Linked DNA regions of Rattus norvegicus: region 2 is linked to region 1. A link is a contact called in public Hi-C data. All regions are on one chromosome and are shown on one strand. The core of a region is the stretch at or near the end of the contact, and the rest is flanking DNA. Distances in the headings are between cores, read along the strand shown.

Region 1 (3,003 bases), core at 174-2,673:
ATTGGGCTAGGAAGTCCATGTTGGCCACCTGCTGCAGCTGCTTTCCTGCAGTGGAGTCCCAACATCAGTGTGTACGATCCTTTAAGAAGACATCCCTACCTCTTTGCACTCTCTGGAGCTTTAACTTGGAACGGAGAAATTGCATCTACAGAGTTGAAAGCAAGGGTCCCCAGGGCTTTAAAAACAAGCTGTCTGGGCCAGCAGCATCGTCCCACTGGGTTGGGCCTTGCAACTCGGAGTGGCAGCCCATTTGCCACCCAGTATGGCAGCACAGTGCATCCTCCGTTACCCCTCCACCCACCCTGAAGGACACAGAATGTATGAAGATCCAGAGAACTTCACGGACTGCTTGTGCGGTCTCTATTCTTGATCCCACCCCTAGCTCTCTGATTTTAAGGGGAGTATTTGGAACAGTCAAGCAATTCCCAGGAAGTGAGTAGTGTGTGTGTGTGTGTGTGTGTGTGTGTGTGTGTGTGTGTGTGTGTGTGGCGGGGAGCTAGAGGAAGACTCAGCTATTCTTGCTTGCCTTGCTTCTGCCTCATGGGGGGGGGGGCGGCGACACACCTTTGGTTTTGACCTCTGAATTAGCATGTGTATCTGACTGATAGAGTTGGTGTCCACCCAGTCATGCTGGTATTTTTAGTGCTTTGGCTTTCTAATCCACAAACATGTCGGGCTGTGTGTATGTTTGCGAACAGAGGTGTTGTCTGCAGAGCTGGGACTCGGATAGGGTCTTTAAAACATCGTTTAAAAATATAAAGTGTCCTCGGGAGCTAACACCTACGTGACCAGTGTTTTCCTCCGCAGCGAGCCCCTTTCCCGTTCTGCCTTCGGTCACCTGGAAAGATGTTGCATTTTTGAACCCAGCCAGAAACACCACCTTCTCTTAGTCTTTGCAAAAGCCCAGACTCGTGGGGGAATTTAAAAAGAGCTTCCGAAGTTCAGTTCGCCCATCCGAGCAGCTGGGAAGCAGCCTGCCTCTGACTTAAGATTAAAACCGTGGAGCGAAGGGCTGCTGGTCTGTTGCGTTGTTCCTTGGAACTAGGAAAGCGAGTAGAAAAGTCTTCACAACTGCATCGATTTGCAAGTCTTATGAAGAGTCTTTTTTTTTTTCTTCTTTAAACAAACCGACTCGCTTTAATTACAGCGTCCAACACCGTCTCCACCCACCCCACACTTCTAACTACTCTCTTCCCTTTGTATTTGCCTCCTTCGAAGTACTTGCTTAGTTTTGGGTTTTGCTTTTTTAAGGGGTGTTGACCTGGGTCTAGTTCTAGTAAACCGATCCCTCTGGCCGGCGCGGCGATTGGTTAACTGAGCGGCTGACTGACGCGGTGTGGAGAGCGGCTCCCGGCAGCGCGGAGCTGATTGGCTGCGCGCGGGAGATCCAGGGCTCGGCCACCCGCACACCGCGCACTCGAGCTGCAGCGCCGCAAGTAGGTGCAGCAGCCCGCAGCTCGCCGCGCCTCTGCGAGCCGGGACGGCACTCGGCCCCGCGCGCTCCCCGCCTCGCGCCAGCCCCGCCGCCGGGACCTGCGGCAGCCGAAGACCCCATCGATCAGAGACTCGGGGAGCAGCGCGCGGCCCCGAGCCGGACGGGGCCGGGCACTGCGCCTTTGTCCCCGGAGGCTCCGGGAAGTTTGCAGCGGGACGCGCGCGTGAAAGCAGCGTGGGCAGCCCCGACGTCGCCGAGCAGCATGGGCGTCGGGCGCAACGCGCGGGGTCGCGGCGGGGCCGCCTCCGGCGTGCTGCTGGCGTTGGCCGCCGCGCTGCTGGCCGCGGGTTCGGCCAGCGAGTACGACTACGTGAGCTTCCAGTCGGATATCGGCTCCTATCAGAGCGGGCGCTTCTACACCAAGCCCCCGCAGTGCGTGGACATCCCGGTGGACCTGCGGCTGTGCCACAACGTGGGCTACAAGAAGATGGTGCTGCCCAACCTGCTGGAGCACGAGACCATGGCAGAGGTGAAGCAGCAGGCCAGCAGCTGGGTGCCGCTGCTCAACAAGAACTGCCACATGGGCACCCAGGTCTTCCTCTGCTCGCTCTTCGCGCCCGTCTGTCTGGACCGGCCTATCTACCCGTGTCGCTGGCTCTGCGAGGCTGTTCGCGACTCGTGCGAGCCGGTCATGCAGTTCTTCGGCTTCTACTGGCCCGAGATGCTCAAATGTGACAAGTTCCCCGAGGGCGACGTCTGCATCGCCATGACCCCGCCCAATGCCACCGAAGCCTCGAAGCCCCAAGGTAAGGGTATGCCTTCCCACGCCCGTGAATCCCCGCGCCTAACCGCACTGGCCCCGGGCTGTAGAGGGGAAAGACCGGGCGCCGCGCACCGCAATCCGCAAGGTGTGCAGACCGGATCCCGAAAGCTTCTGGGAGGCCCAGACGCCGCTTGGCGCTTCTCCCGCCCCAGGTACTCCGTGATTCCTGGGGAGCCCCGGCCCGGGAAAGACGTGGAGCTGCCCTTCTTAAGCTCCAGTCTGGCGTTTTCCGTACCTGAAACAAAGCAAAGCCTAGGTTTTGAATAAAAGGAGGACGTCCATCTCTTCAGGGAGAGCGCGGCGTCCTCATCCAAAGCTGTTAACATCCGAGACAGACACAGTTCCCTTGGAAAACTACTCACTCAAACTACAAAAAACAAACAAACAAAAACAAAACAATCCCCAAACCTCAGACCGAGGGATTTATTTTCATGAGTTGGTAAACTTTTTTTTCCCTAAAAACAAAACAATCAACAAGAAGTCTCTCTGCTTAGCTTATCTTCCAGTCGTGTTGCAGAACTGGCTGAGGAAAGTCGTTTTAGAAAGCGCAACTTCTGTTTCTTCGCCTCCAAATTCAGGCAGCAACCTTGAGTTTAGCAAACCTCGGGGGGTTGCAAAAACCTCTCGTGCACCAGCCTTGCATACCCCCTGCCTCTCTCCTTCACACAAATCCTTAGGTAATTAGAAAGATAAAAATGTAATTAGCTCATTGTTTATCTCTTCCTGGGGGGGGGGGCGGTGAGGA
Region 2 (3,003 bases), core at 337-2,836, 150 kb before region 1:
AGTGATTTTTCAGCCCTAACAGTCAGTGCTGGGAATGGAAGCGGTGGACAAGTGGTCTACCACTGAAATAAGGTTCAGGATTCCCACCCTTCCCAAGCCACTTTAGAGCATGGCATTTTCAAGTTGCCTAGGTTGGCCTTGAACATTCAATCTTCCTGCCTTCGACTCCCTAGTAGCTGGGAGTAGTCCTGACTAAATATTTAATGCTGGGGATAGATCCCTGGGCCTTCAACCTGGAAAGAACAGGCTCTTTGCGTTAAGCTACACACCCAGCCTACGAACCACCAATCTGATTTTAAATGGCTGGTACACATTTCTCTGGTACACACTCATCTCCACCCACCTACTCCACAACCAGCATTTCTTAGCCCCACACCCACACCACGCTTAATTACCTCAAAGTTCCTCATCCTCCTGGCTCAGTTTCTAGAAACTGACTTATGAACAGCAAACAGAATCTGACTAATACGGCCAAAGAACAAAAGAATCACACGGGCTAGGCACAAGAACGCACAAGAACACACAAGAACACACAAGAACACACGCACACAGGTAGATTTCTGGTGTTGTTAAATCCGAAGGAATGGTAAACAAATCCCGTCTTTGTTTACAAGGTTGTCCAAAGGACCTGTGCCCGTGACCGTTTTGATATGCAAGGCAAACAGGAAGCTCTCACTGATTATGACTGAGTGCAGGGTTGGTTCAGCTACAACCTGTCCCAGCCAATGTACGTTTTTCAGGTTCCAAGAAGGCCTGTCTGGACTACCAAGCACGTCACTAATAAACCCTTTCAGCTGAACATCATGATCAGCACAGTGACCACAAATATCAGTCATGAGAACGATGACGCTGTCTTTTGAGGATATAGACTACCACAGGAGGTTATGAGGCAGCCCGGAGTTCCAGGAATTAGCACCTCATCAAGATGTCAATAACTGAGTATGTGTGTGCACCTCAATAAGGTGTCAATAACCGTGTCTGTATGTTTGAGTGTGTGTACGTTTATGTGTCGGTGTCCTGTTAAGGACACTCTTGGGTGGACTGAGGGGTAGCGTGCATCCCAAAGTTCTATAAGACCACTGCACTCTGAGCATTACTAGCCTTAGCAGTCTTTCTCTAAATACTAGACCGTAACTTCTTCGTAGACCTTCTGCTATGGATCTGAAGGCCTCCTGATCTCCAGAACTGTGGGACACTCCCTCCCGCTCCAGGGACTCTACACTCCCCAGGGGCGGGGGCAGGGATCCAGGCTGCGTACCCTGTTCTCCAGCTCCGCGGGGAACTTGGTCTGGAACTGGCAGCGGGTGCCACTGCTGTAGTCTCGCTGAATGAAGACCTTCCCGGACACCGGCGCCTGCTGCGGCCTCATGGCGAGGACAGGACCCGCCGCTCTGCGAGTTCGGGCAAGACACAGGTCAGATTGCCGGCCTAGAGCCGGCTCTCGGGCCCGCCTGCCCTTCGGAGCCACCCACCGCCCAAAGATGCCCAAGACCTCCCCCTCGCCGATCCCCTTCACTCATGGCTGTAGCTGAGAGCCTCCAGCTACCCAAGCCCAGGACCCGCGCCCCCCGACATCCTGGTTCGGCCCTGTTAACACAAACCCGCCTCCTCAGCCCTCCAGCAGCTGTCGCACCACGTTCGTCGTCACTTACGTCCTGTCGCAAAAAGCCTTGCCTCTCCTAAACTCATTCTGCGCCACTCATTTATACCCCGCCCCCTCCGGCCGTAAAGGATACCTCCGAGGCTGCGCGCTGCGGAGAGGTGCGCGGTAGCTGGGACAGAAGTCTTCCTAGTGTAGGCGGGTGAAGCCCTTCCGGGCGGAAGAAGAATAAGAGGTGGATATGGATATGATCGGTGTATCGGGAGTTCCTGGAAAGACTCCGGGGTTAGAGACTCGTATTCTGTTAGCTGTGGGGAAGTGGTTTCTGATCATAGGAGTGTTTCCTTTCTTGACTATGCGTTCAAGTTTTCCTGTGGGCTACAGCACCTCCCTCCACAAAAACAATCGCCACTCTCCAAATCCCTTAAACCCAGACTGTTCACCTATATTTACAACTACAAAGCGCGCTACCGGGGGTGCGTCTGGACCCTGGTACCCTCTTGTGCGGGAGGGAGGTGAATAATATTCTTGTTCTGAGCCGTTGGCTTTTTTCATCCCAGAGACGTATGTACATCAGCTATACCTGCGTAGGTGACCAGACTGTATCTACAGTTCTCTCATTGGTTCCCTACTTTACTGACCCTGTCTTTGCAAGACATCCAGAAAATCCCTATCCACGCCTGGTGGTGATGTTCTAATACAACTTTTTAATATCACGGATACTTGATCAATTATCACTGACAATTGATTTCTCGGGGTTTTAAAAATAGCATTTAAAAATCCCAGCATCGGGGTTGGGTAGAGGCTGGCCCACTCCCTGGTGATCTCTGAGTTCAAGGCCACCCCAGTTTACTTAAATAGTTCCAGGCCAGCCGGGTTGACATAGTGAGACCCTGTCTCAAAAGTGGATAACTTTGTCCCAGAAAAGGGTGTATCGTAAACCCAGTCACTTAATGTGGACACAGTTTGCTAACAGTTTGCCCTTAAACCATCAGTGCAATCAAGATAATTATCACTGCCTCTAAAACCTTCCTTATTCTTTACAGTCATCCTTTTTAGTCATTCAGCAGACCTCTTTGCCCAGCACTAACCTTTCTGTCACTGGAAATAAATTTGCATTTTCCTTAAATTGAATCAGAGTTTTTGGTCTCGTTCTTATTATATAGATTATTTTGAGATTCCTCTGTTGTGCCATTTGTAATTTCATTTGTTTGACATTCCCCATTTATTCATTCACTTACTGTCTCAGGGTTTCCATTGTTGTGAAGAGACACCTTGAGCAAGGCAGCTCTTATTAAGGACAATATTTAATTGGGGGTGTCTTAGAGGTTTTGAGGTTCAGTCCATTATCATCATGTTGGGAAGCATGGCAGTGTCCAGGCAGGGATGGTGCTGAAGAAGCA

Evidence for each region. A called contact is a pair of places that touch in the nucleus more often than the background predicts.
Region 2: a Hi-C map of Schwann cells shows a contact between it and region 1, with 4 times the contacts expected there. The contact joins the promoter of Golga7 here to the promoter of Sfrp1 in region 1. A contact is called at or near these places in 2 of 12 Hi-C or Micro-C datasets (Schwann cells and mammary epithelial cells).

Annotation. Positions count from the first base shown.
Region 1 is chr16:75,315,156-75,318,158 of GRCr8, reverse strand. It overlaps Sfrp1 (secreted frizzled-related protein 1), which reads left to right and starts at 1,423. Exons shown (of 3, transcript NM_001276712.2): 1 at 1,423-2,241. The coding sequence starts at 1,698.
Region 2 is chr16:75,468,492-75,471,494 of GRCr8, reverse strand. Golga7 (golgin A7) reads right to left here and starts at 1,586. Exons shown (of 5, transcript NM_001007731.1): 1 at 1,259-1,586. The coding sequence starts at 1,369.